2 separate regions of the Gossypium hirsutum genome follow, and region 1 is linked to region 2. Evidence: chromatin contacts called from public Hi-C data. All regions are on one chromosome and are shown on one strand. Each heading gives the region's core, a stretch centred on a gene start, on an enhancer-like site or on the middle of the called end of the contact. The rest is flanking DNA. Distances are from core to core; before and after follow the strand shown.

What was found. Hi-C and Micro-C count contacts between places; a contact is called where the count stands out from the background.
Region 1: a Hi-C map of leaf shows a contact between it and region 2, with 2.4 times the contacts expected there. The contact joins the promoter of LOC107899596 here to the promoter of LOC107899589 in region 2. A contact is called at or near these places in 7 of 34 Hi-C or Micro-C datasets (hypocotyl and leaf).

Annotation. Positions count from the first base shown.
Region 1 is chrD04:49,414,242-49,420,464 of Gossypium_hirsutum_v2.1, forward strand. It overlaps LOC107899596 (probable WRKY transcription factor 33), which reads right to left and starts at 3,463. Exons shown (of 5, transcript NM_001398524.1): 1 at 3,231-3,463; 2 at 2,949-3,146; 3 at 2,317-2,858; 4 at 2,061-2,222; 5 at 1,504-1,961. The coding sequence starts at 3,452. The coding sequence ends at 1,553. LOC107899597 (CASP-like protein 4B1) reads left to right here and starts at 51. Exons shown (of 3, transcript XM_041090769.1): 1 at 51-574; 2 at 658-785; 3 at 902-1,451. The coding sequence starts at 303. The coding sequence ends at 990. LOC107899598 reads right to left here. Exons shown (of 4, transcript XM_016825358.2): 4 at 5,308-5,904.
Region 2 is chrD04:49,242,060-49,248,612 of Gossypium_hirsutum_v2.1, forward strand. LOC107899589 (40S ribosomal protein S4-like) reads left to right here and starts at 3,369. Exons shown (of 6, transcript XM_016825345.2): 1 at 3,369-3,384; 2 at 4,973-5,051; 3 at 5,486-5,563; 4 at 5,704-5,884; 5 at 6,136-6,233; 6 at 6,368-6,553. The coding sequence starts at 5,049. It overlaps LOC107899588 (protein TIC 56, chloroplastic), which reads left to right. Exons shown (of 6, transcript XM_041090766.1): 2 at 1-180; 3 at 860-1,142; 4 at 1,302-1,464; 5 at 1,675-1,906; 6 at 3,067-3,669. The coding sequence ends at 1,872. It overlaps LOC107899590, which reads left to right and starts at 2,193. Exons shown (of 1, transcript XM_041090767.1): 1 at 2,193-3,669. The coding sequence starts at 2,913. The coding sequence ends at 3,407.

The DNA.
Region 1 (6,223 bases), core at 2,213-4,712, 170 kb after region 2:
AGCGATGTAACGATAAAACATCGTTTTAATAAAAAAATTAGGTTAAACTAAAAAGCAGCGTGGATTGAAGTTAAGAAATAAAATTAAAGGACAGGAGGAGAAGAAGGCTGAGTTGTCAGTTAAGGAACCAACTACCGTTTCTCATTCCCACACTTTTCTTTCTTTTCCGCGAAAATTCTCCGCTTTTCCCACTTCTTCTATTCTTTCTTTTTGTAACTGTAATTCAAAATCTCAGTACATCATATTTTTTTCCTCAAAGCAAAATCTCAGTATATCAGGATTTCTAAATTGGGTTATCCCATATGTCCAACCCCGATGAAGCAGCAACCCACAACGGTGACGCGGGACCGTCCGCAACGGCGTTTACACCCCCCGCTTACGTGGAGAACCCCACTCCGGCACTTGGGTTCGGCGTCTCCTCCATTACCAGGCGTTGGAAGAGAGAGGATTTATTCAATAAAGGGTCTTTAATCGCCAGAGGATTCGCTTTCTTGCTCTCTTTGCTCTCTTTCATAATCACGGCTAGCAACAAGCATGGTGACTGGGGAAACTTCGACAATTACGAGGAATACAGGTCATACCAAAACTCCATTCATATCAAATTCGATCCAAAAAAAAAAAGTTCAAAATTTGATTACGAGATTGTTATATTTACAGGTATTTGTTAGCAATCGCAATTCTATCGACTTTGTACACGGGAATACAAGCGTTGATACACGTGAATGCACTTTGGAACGTGAAGCAGATATTGAATCAACGTATCTCTGCCATGGTGGACTTTGTTGGTGATCAGGTTGCTTTTCCCATAACTTTTCATCACCTTATTATTATTATTATTATTATTATTATTAAATAAGAGATTTATGGGACATCTTTAAATTAAAAAAATTATATATAACAGGTGATGTCGTACTTGTTGATATCGTCAGTATCTGCAGCAATTCCATTGACAAACAGGATGAGAGAAGGACAAGACAACGCTTTCACTGATTCCTCAGCTTCGGCTATTAGCATGTCTTTCTTTGCCTTCCTAACACTGGCAATATCTGCTGTTGTTTCTGGCTATAAATTGTCTACTCAATCGTACATCTAATTTTTCTTTCACTTTTCTTTTTACGTATTTTTATCAATTCATTTGCCCTGGCTGGCTCTATGTGATAATGATTAGCCGAGCAAGCATCGCAATATAATGCATTTTCACAGTACAGAGCAGTTGTATGTTCTAATGGATTGTTATGGTGACTTGACCTCACACAAGTTTTGTCACTAAACCAGCTGCGTGATTTAAAAAAAAATTCACTAAGTCAAATCCCGAACTGTGTTAATGTTGAAGTTCTTTATTGACCACCCAAATTCATTTTTTTACTTGTTTTCTACTCTTACAATCTGCTACAAAGTTGAATAAATAAAACAAATGAATAAATGCACTAATTCTGTGTATTGAGTATTGAGTCACAGAACCTACAGAATCAAGCAACTAAAGGAAAACTAACTGAAAAACATCCACTTTGTTGATTGGTTTACTCCTAAAAGTTATGTTATTTTGCTTTTTTCAAGACAGGAATCCGTCCAAAAATGAATCATCCCTAGGTTCATCCTTAGCAAATGCCCCATCTGAGAAATGTGGTTGGCTCATGTATGATGAGCCAATGGACTTCCCCAGTCTAGAGAATCCGAAACTACCTGTGTTGTTGTTGTTGTTGTTCTGCAGCATCCCCAAGCTAACTCCCGAGTTGGGGTACATTGTATTGTTAGGCTGACTGGGGACAGCTGAAGGCCTTATAGGCATGTTTGCAGTTACAGCCGAAGGTCTGTTCATCGCGTAGCCGCTCCCGCGTGCAGCAGGAACATTGTGGTTGTGTTTCCCTTCGTAAGTAGTTATCACAGCCCTCAAATCATGGGATGCTCGCTCCACATGTTTTCTAACAGGACAACCTATTGTCGTACATTTGTAGTAGCTCCTGTATAAAAGATTTTGACGAAGTCAACAATTTTAGTTGAATAAACTGCACATCCAGGCTTCCTATTAGTAGACAATTAGGTGGAGAATAATGACTAACCTTGGATTGGGGTTTCCCTTGACTACTTTCTGTCCATATTTCCTCCATCTATACCCATCATCAAGAATATCAATATCACTTGTTGTTTGCACCACTATTCTAGGCTCTTTCACAGTTTTGCTACCACAACCTACCATACCCTCATTCTCATTTTCACCTTTCCTGCAAAAAAAAAAAATCACAAAAGCGTAAGCTAAAACAAGAACCCATTAATGGGAGAATCTGTTTTTCATTTTTGGCTATGATCCAAGCTTACCATCTTTTAGCATCTGGTTCATTTTCGTTGATATCATCACAACCATTAGTGTTACTTATTGCTGAAGAAGCTTGGTCAAAGTCATCATCATCAATGGAACCCGAAGTCTCATCTTGCATTATAAAGGAGTCTCCTAGTTGGTTCCCTAATGTACCAACTGATTGATCTGATATCTCAGCAGAATGAGACGATGAGGACCTATTACCTCTTGTAGATTGAGGCTTGGGATGGTTATGGCTACCTTTATACACTATTTCAGTAATTTGTCCATCCAAAGATCTCTCCACTTTTTTCTTTGTGGGACAATTGGGATACGTGCACTTGTAATAACTGCGTGGGTTTTCACTCCCTTTCACTTGTTTTTGCCCATATTTTCTCCAGTTATACCCGTCTTCAACCTTCCTGTTGTTCATATACTGTGATGTTTGATGGTATTGGGAAGTGTAATTACCAGCTGGTTGAGAACCTGTATTGCTCTGCATATTTGGTTTGAATTGGACCATTTCACCGCAGGTTTTCTCTAAACTCCATGCCGGTTGTTCCTGAGGAAAACCAATTCTTTTGTTTAGCCTAAACGCCCGCATGCAAATAGAATCAGAGAAATGAAATAGCTATAAGCCAGCGTTGTGTACCATAGAAACCGTGTTGGAACAAGACTGAAAGGCAGTGGTAGCGGTCGTAGATGGCAGCGTTAACTGCGTTTGAGGCACTTGGAAAGAAAAATCAAACCCCTTGGGCTTGATTCCTTGTTGATGGTCATTAGAATCGTTCTTCCAGTTTACCGTTTGAGCACCGCCAAAAGCACCGGTGGTAGTCGGAGAAGAAAAAAGCTATAAAAGAAAATACAGATGAATTTAGCATATATATAAAATTCATATGTAAAACAGAGTGATTAAGTTTAAAAAAGTACTCACAGCAGAAGTGGAGAAAAGAACAGGTGAGTCCAAGAAATCAGTCGGGCTAAAAGCTGAAGAAGGGGAGATAAGGGTAGGGGAAGGAGCAAATGACTTGAAATTTGGAACTTGAGTGCTAAATTTATTATGGTCAGAAAATGAAGGCCAAGTGGTGTTGGTGGAGGTGGATTGATTAACGTTGTTGTCCATGTTGATAAAAGCAGATGATGATGAAGCAGCCATGGGAGGAGGATATGGGGTTTGAGGTTGCTACACAATTTATATATACAAAGTATTATGGAGTATGGGGGGGTATTTCATGGTGAAATAAGGTCTTACCTTTCTCTCTGCTACTGCTCCATGATTCTTCTGAGAAGCTAAAACCAAGTTTGACCGTGGAAAAAAAAGGGATTCTCGGTCAAAGAATGTGGGTTTGACTGGACTATAGCCATTGTTGATAATTATTTTTTTTGTGATACATAAATGATCAATGGCGGCTGATCTAAGCAGAGGGGAGGGAGCCCTTTTTTTTTGGTTAAAATGCATCATAAGTCCATATACTCTTTATAAATTAAAATTTTAGTCTCTTTACTTTTTATATTTCAAAATTCAGGTCTAATTGTTAATACTGTTATTTTTATTTCTTAACTTAAGTTCATTACGATGTCATTTTTTAATTATATTGCTATCAGGTAAATATTATTTTTATTTTAAAATGTTACACGAACAAATTTAATAAAAAAAATTAACAATATTAACAATTGAATAAGGGGTGTAGATAAGGTGGCAGACAGTGGCCTTGCCCCCAAATGGTAAATATGTCTTTTAATTTCTTTGAACTTTATAAAATTATAGATTAGTACAATGGTAAAATTGCATCCCCACTCAATATATGAGTCATCTTTGGCCCCCCAAAGCTAGTATTATGGCTTTGCCTATTTGTTTTCCCTTGTTATCAAGGCAAATCCAAGTCGCTGCTTTTTGTTCCACGTTGTATGTCTTTTGCAGTACCCGCTTGGCTGTTAATCAATATCCACACTCAAGATTGCTTAGCTCATCTCAATATCATTTTCTACTTCTATTTACTTATAATTAATAATAAAACAGAGTAATATTTAAATTACTTTTTGTTTTAAGAATTTATTCTCTTTTTTTTTTTTGGATTTAATGTTTTATAGTCACTATTAATGATTTCAGCTAAAGTGGATTATGTTTTGATTTAGTATTTCAAGTTCAATTGATAACCATATTAAAGAAGTTGGATTAAATCAGATTATATGGTTTTTTTTAAAAAATAAAAAAAAACTTTGCTTGTATTGCTAATATTACACGACAAGCAAATAAAAATGTTAAATTTAGAGATGTAAGGTCTTCTGTCTTTGTAAGATTTTTTAGCAAAGTGAAATTCGGGTTTTATGCAACTTCAAATCGATGTGTGAGCATATTTCTTTTTGTTTTAAAAATACCACATATCTCAATTTCACCAAATTCTCGACCATGTTATTCAAATGCTAAATCAAAAGACTGGAGAGTAAAAAGCTCTTTGTACCCAAAAATTGTGAAAAGAGTTAGGGCCTTAGAATAGAATTCAACCTTTCTTAATTTGGCGAAAGGGAAATCATCAGCTCTATTTATAATTAAACTTCAAATGTCTTTCTTTTGATAAATGAAATTATTAATCCTATTTTAACTCAATTTTCAAATCAAATTTTACTCCTCTATGTATATATATAATAAGCATGACTCAAGTGAGTGAAAATAAATAAACTTATCTTTTCTACTTTTTTGGTTATTCCATTTGACCATTTCAATTGAACCCCATACATGTACATGTATATATATTCTTATTTTTTTATTTTTTTCTTGTATTATATATTATTGACTCTCTCAACTCTATTTATTTATACTTAATTTTTGTCTAACAAATAGATTATGCTCTATTATTGAATATTATAATAACTTATAAAACTTCCAAGAAAGTAATGTTCTGTTTTTTTCCTTATTTAGTTCACATTTGACTCATTCCTTGTGTAGGAGAGAATCATAATCCTTGACCATGTCAATTACTGTACCAGATAAATATGCAACTGTACATGCATTCTGGTTAATATGCATTCTTTTATAAACTGCTAATGAGATCAAAGTGCTAATAAGTACGATAATATACATCTTGTTCTTCATATGATAACATAAATATTTGGATCAAACGGATTTTTTCTCCAGAAAAATCATAATTCAACACTGTTCCTGCGTCTAAAGGCAACATTAACAAGTTATATTATGATAATAAACAGATGACTTGTGTATTTATTTTATTTTTTTATTTTTATTTTTATAAAAAAGCACTTTATAAAAACCAAAACCAAATTACAAAAAAGAAACAAAAAAAAAAAAAGAGTTACAACACAGGAACAAGGAACTTTCAAGGAGACAAAACAGGCATGACAACCATGCGGACCCTGCAAATAAGTAGAAAAGACATTACTTCCTGTAAGAGAGGATTAAACCCTGTTCATTCATGTTGCTGTCAAATAGAGATGTTATACAACAACAACCGGAAGTAAGGATGGTCACAATTATCTAATAATCCACGTGATATTCAATCCACCTGAACCATGAAGCATTTGAAATAAAGCTTGTTCAGAAACCCAAGAATATCCGCCATTGGCACTGCAGCAGCAGTCACTTTTGACTCCTGCATGTATTATGGGATATAGGACCATATGCTCATTCTCAGTAAGAGTTTTACGTGCTGTCTTTTGAATGGCCAAAGGTGTCACAAGTAAATAGTTATAAACGATTCTAAGCGCACATAGATAAATGGGTCCCTCTTTTTAATGAGCTTTCCATCTAGTTTATCAGAAGCTTTACACGTGAACCAAGACCACTTAAACAAGGGTGGAATTAGGAGGACAAACCCATAAAGGAGGCTTACACCTTAGCTGAGCAGCTCATAAGCCACTTTTGAGCTTGGATAAATTAGGGTTCTGCAATGCTTTAGCTCAAATATGTTT
Region 2 (6,553 bases), core at 2,119-4,618:
GGTGGTACTACAAAGATCGACTGGGGCGCACCCGAGGTCCTTGTGAGTTAATAACCCTCAAAACAGCTTGGGGTGCTGGGATTATTGATAAACACACTTTTATTTGGGGAGAGGACATGGATGAATGGGCACCAATTCATATGGTTTATGGCTTGGAACCAGCAATAGCCACTTGGGAAGGTTTGTTTTTTTTTTTTCCTTTTTTTCCTTATGCTTTTCATTTTCATTTAAATCTTGTTTATTGTATCTGGAAATAGGTGCCCAAGGGTAAACTGGGAATCCTCTTTCATAGTTTCAGTATTGGCTGATAGGTATCACCTCGTTAATATTTTGTTAGCGTTCTTTGAGTGTAATAGCAAAATGCAGTACCAAATGGTATTAGTTATCCATGTTGAATACAAATTTGATGAACTAAATTCGAGGTGTATTGTCTTCACACGTGATTAAGTGATTTTTCTAGGAATTCAAATGAGCATGGGATGCAATTTCAACAAGATTAAATCCGTTTAAGATGCTATGATGTTTATGTAGTTAAGGCCTACCTTTAGTATATAATACAATACCTTTATTCTCCTGCTTTTTTTCCCATGAACTCCTTTTAAACATTGTGATCTATTGAATAAAAGATTCAATACTTCCAGGTTATCTGTTTCAATCATTTGGAATTGAGAGCCAAACCTCCTTTATACCGTTTAGGCATGATTTCTTTCATCTTGAATATACTGTTAAATGCACTATAATTAGATGAGTATTGTCCAGGCAACGACCATTTTCCTATGTACATCATCACAAAAATATTCTCAGAATGGTCTGATTCAGTTATCTGGTTGATTTACTATTGTTTTGTGTTGATCATCAGTTAGGCTTGGTGCAGCAGCAACAGCTTTCCTTCACAAACTTCAGAAAGGTATACCTCCTTGGGTTCCCCTTAAAGGACACGAGGAGAAAACTTATAAGCAGCTTCAACACGAAGCTATAGAGAGCAAAAGACGTGATTTGGCTGTTTTAAAAGCTAATGATGGCATATGGCCTGGTGTTAGAATACCTAGCCATGCCCTATTTCTTTGGGCTGGTGGCTCTGAAATGACAACTCTTTTGGAAGCTGATTATATGCCAAATAAATACATCTCAAAAGATCTTCGGTATTACGTCTCTTTTTTCTAGCCTACCTTATCTGGTTTTGAAGATATTTGTACATCATATTGCTGAAATTACATGTTTTTTATTTTTTATTTTTTTTTATGGTTATCATCTTATATATCGAGAAAAATGTTAATAATTTAGTTGCTTCTGTGAGGCAGGCAAAAGTTGGCTAAAGTTATCCCTGGGCTAAGGCCATGGGAAGTTTTAAGTGTTGAGCAAGCAATGGATGAGATTACCTATGGTGGAGAGTGGTATCGTGAACCTCTTGGTACCTACACAACTGGTCCTCCGTACATTAGACATTGGAATAAGGATGTCAAGGTAGGGTGTAATCTCTTCCGAGTACGGTGTTGGTCAAGTTGCAAGTTTGATAACTAAAGTATCTACCCTGCTTTCAATGTATACTAGTTCTTTTTATTGGGACGATCATCCTAGGAATTGTTAAAGATGCTTTTGTTAAAATAACATGTTATGGTAATTGTTAAAGTATCTATTCTTCTGTTTTAACCTTTGTTCTTTGTATACTTGCAGAGAATATTCCGAATCTTTTACAACCTTAGCAGCCAAGTTTTTAACAAACTAGACAGGACAGTTCCTGGTTTCAATGCAATAATGGAGAAAGTACAGGCTGATTCTGCTGCGAGGGATGCTAGACGGAAGGAGAAAAGGGAAGCACAAAAGAAAGCTGAGGCGGAAGCTATATATGGTCGAAGAGAGAATGATCCATAGCATAACTACCATATAAGGAAGTTAACTCTGATTGGTAAGGTCTGACTTGACTTCCTGTAGGTTCTATATTGATAACCAATCAACCCCATTGAATTTGATCTCATAAATCACCGAAAGGAGATGGTTTCTGATTCTTTTGAGAACGTAGGCATAGTTTTCGTTTTAAATGATATATGGTGATCAATGTTGAACTCTTGTACGGGATACACTTGCTTTTTTGACAACGTATTGATTGCAATGCTGATCAATGAAGATCCTGTTTTAGCATGTAAATGGCTTTTTGGAATATAGAAGTGCCTGCCTATGTATTGTTTAGAGGATTATTTCGAATTTGAGTTGTTTTACCCTTTCATTTTGGGGTTTGACTATCGGACATTGGGGTCTCAGACCGAAGGAAAATATTTATTTTATTTCTTGTTTAATATTAATAATAATATTAATGTTAGAATGAGTAGGAATTGATAAAAAGAAAGCAAATTTCCCCACTTGCTTTTATATAATATTTGTTTGGTTAAAATATTAATTAGTCCATGTATTCTTTGTAAATTTAGAATTTAATCCTTGTATTTTTATTTTTAAAAATTTAGTCCTTTTACTTTTGAGATTTCTAAATTCAAGTTTAATATTTATTTTTATTTTACTTTTATATAATATTTTAATAAATTTAACAATATTAATAATGGGATTGGAATTTTGATATTTGAAAAGTAAAAGTAATTGTTTAAGGGAAACGATAACGTTTTCAAGAGTATTTGCATTTCTGACAAAGGCGGTATTCGATGCCACCGACCATGTATGTATGGAAATCATAAAAATGCTTTGAGAAGGGCTCCAGCAAGCTGACACATGTCCACCTATTGTTGGGCCTTTTCGACTATTTACCCAATTAATCATCAAGATATTGCCCTCTCTATCAGTATTTTATTATTTTCAGACAAGGACGATTCTGCCCTTTCCTTTTTTTCCCCCTTCACCGCCTCTCAGTATAAATAACACCTATATCTCTCCCACCAAATCCCTTGATCAAAATCGTAGAAAAGATGGATGATGTTGTGCCTGAAGCTGATAGCTTGTTGCATCCCATTAATCCCAAGGGAGATGATGAAGCAGGAGCTAAACAACATGGGGAAGAGAAAGAAAGAGCTAATGGTAGTGGATTCATTAATCATCTCATCTCAAATTTTGTTACTGCAGGATCAGATGCTGATGAAGAGAGCCAAGCTAAAGAAGCTGAGAAAGAGACCATGAGCGCAGGTGCAGAGGCCAAAAATGAAGAGAAGGGAGGTGGGTTTTTTGATCAAATCATTTCAAACTTGGTCAGTCCTTTAAGTCCCAAAGCTGGAAGCATCAGTGCTCAAGGAAAAGCTGAAGCTTTTGGTGAATCTGGTTTGAGACCAGAGGCAGAAAAGGGTGGTGGAGGAGGAGGAGGGGTTATGAACAAAGAGGAGCAAACAGAGGATGGAGGAGGTATCATTGATAACATTGTCTCTCAATTGCCCACATCTCTTCCAGGTTACACTCTTTTACCATCATAATCACTTTAATCTTTTTTCATTTCTGGGGGGTTGCTTTAGCTTCAAGTTTTTGGATATTGATTGTGAGTGTCTATAATTATGAATAAGCAGCTGATGCAGCGCCCACCAGTGATGAAGCTACTATTCTGATTCACATCGTTCAAGATTAAACAACTGTTGTTGTCTTCTTGTGTTAAAATACATATTTATTTAAGTATTTTGTTTATTGTTTAATGTCAAAATCCTTTGAGACAATTTATTACAAGTGTTGGAGATTGATTGAGTCATGTGGATTTTAAATTTTGACAAAAAAATTATAACAATTTTAATAAATGAACTTAAATTTTTAAATTTAAAAAGCAAAAAGGACTAAACTTTTAAAAATAAAATTATGGATCTTTCAATTATTAGTCTATAATTTATTCAGAAAATAAATAATTTATCTAGTACGAAGTGTAATCATAAATAATAAAAAATATTTTAAAAAAATATTTATGTCGATAAAACATCAATGAGTGTCTTAAGATGCAAGTTTTGACATTTTATTTATTTATTTTTCTCTTGTAATGACTTGAAACCATTCAATTCCATTTTATATTCATTGAAGAATATTTCTTATTCTACACTTTGGTATTTAAAGATAACAGAGTTAATTTTTTAGTGTTTAATTCAGATTTTAAAGTTGATTAGATGAAAATTCATAATTAGGTAATAATATTAACAATTAATTTTTATAAAATCAACAATAAAACCTAAATTATATCACATCTATTGGATTGTATTTGACAAATTAAATGTAAATTTAAACAAGTTAACAATTAACACTAAATTTATTCGTTTTACAAAATTATGAAAATTTCAAACCAAATTATATTAGAAATTAATTTTCATCAAATCAACCCTAAAATCCAAACTGAACCCTAAAAAAGTAAGCGTACCAAAATATATAACTTTTATCAAATACATGTACCAAATTTAGCCAAAAATAACATAAGTACCACATTAAAAAAATGTCAAACTTGAGTACCAAATGATGAAAATACAAGTACAAAAACCATAAGTTAAACCTATATTGTATATGGTTAAAATATGTCAAAGTCCTTATACTCTTTATAAATTTGAAATTAAATCTTTGTAATTTTATTTTTAGGAATTTAACCCCTCTACTTTTTAAATGTCAGAATTCAAGTCTAACTATTAACATAATTAAAATTATTTTATTAAATTCAGGTTCAGTGCACCCCATATTTTAGTTCCATTATTACTAAGTGAGTATTTTTTTTTATTTCAAAATGTCACAGCAACAAATTTAACAATATTAACAATTGGACCCGAATTTTAAAATCTGAAAAGTGGAGAGATTAAATTCTAAATGTTAAAAGTACAGGACCTATAGCATATTTTAACCATTGTATATTCCCAAAAGAACTTGAGCAACTTCAATAAAAAAAAGAGGGGATAATGAACCCAAAATTTTATCTTTTTTGTGGCCTAATGGCCCATAAACATAGTTTTGTTCATGGCAGACGCCAAATTCATATTTGGATCGAAATCTCGATAATGCCCTCATCTATTAATATATGTAGCTATTAGGGTTTCTTGTTTGAAGACCCTAGCAAGACACAGACTTTGAGCAAAGCAGCCTCATTTCATTTCTCCAATATGGTCAGTTTCTTCTACTTTTCCTAACTTCGATCCTCTTACCTTTTCTTAACTATTTCATTCTTTGATAGTTATGTAAGTTTCATGGTTTGCTGCTTAGGCGATTCCATATTAGTTTGTTCAGTCACTGTTATTCAAAGTTTTCAGCTAGCTTTCTAAGCAAATGAATTGGTCTAAACTTAATTGATTTTTGAATATTTATTATATCTGGGTTTTCTGTGATTCACACTTTTCATTGTAGCCGGGATCTATCTAATTCCTTGCCTATTTAGTATAAATGTTGTTTTGATTGATTGGGAATGGGGGACTTGAATGGAACCTTAGATTCTTTACCTGCTCTTCATTCATTGTTCTGTTATTTGTAATGGGTAGACAAATTGATTCCTTATGCATTTCAGTTTCATTTACGATATGTTGTTCTTTGCGGTGTGTTACAGGCTAGAGGGTTGAAGAAACATTTGAAGAGGCTCAATGCCCCCAGGCATTGGATGCTTGACAAGCTTGGTGGTGCTTTTGTATGTCATCATCTTGATCCCTTCACTTCCATACTAGTTTACTTTTTTTTCTTTATTGATTCAGTTCTCATTTTTCTTCATTTTTTTGCACCCATCACCTTTACCGTTTTAGATGATGTTTTCGGTTTCCATATCTGCAGGCACCCAAGCCATCGTCTGGTCCCCACAAGTCCAGGGAATGCTTGCCATTGATCCTTATTTTGCGAAACCGATTGAAGTATGCTCTCACCTATAGAGAAGTCATTGCTATTCTTATGCAGAGGCATGTTATGGTTGATGGGAAGGTTAGGACGGATAAGACCTATCCAGCTGGTTTCATGGGTACGTGTACTATCTCTTCACTTCCTCAGCTGATTTTGTCAGTTGATTTATTTTATTTGCAGCATACAAACTAGTTAGTTGAATGAACTGTATTTGGCATGGTTACTCTATTTTCCACATGGCTTCAGAATCCTTCCTTCTGCCTACTCTTTTAAGAGCTACATTTTTTAGGATTTGAATGTTTTCTCTCTGCCTTTCTTAAATTATTTTCTTCAAATATGGTCTAACTGTGCTATACTACCTTCTGGCAGATGTTGTGTCCATTCCTAAAACAAATGAGGACTTCCGTCTACTTTACGACACCAAAGGGCGATTTCGTCTCCATGCCATCACTGGCGATGAAACCAAGGTTCGGATTCTCTATCTATACTTGTTTGATCTGCTTGTTCTGATCACATTTGTATGATACTACTCGAGTATTCCAACTTTCTTCATTCTTTTAGTTATTACAATATTATCCATGTGCCTTTTCGTATTTTGCAGTTCAAGCTCTGCAAGGTTCGATCTGTCCAGTTTGGCCAGAACGGTATTCCATACTTGAATACATATGATGGTCGTACTATCCGTTACCCTGATCCTTTGATCAAGGCTAATGACACCATCAAGCTAGACCTTGAAAGCAACAAAATTGTTGATTTCATCAAGTTTGATGTTGGGAATGTTGTCATG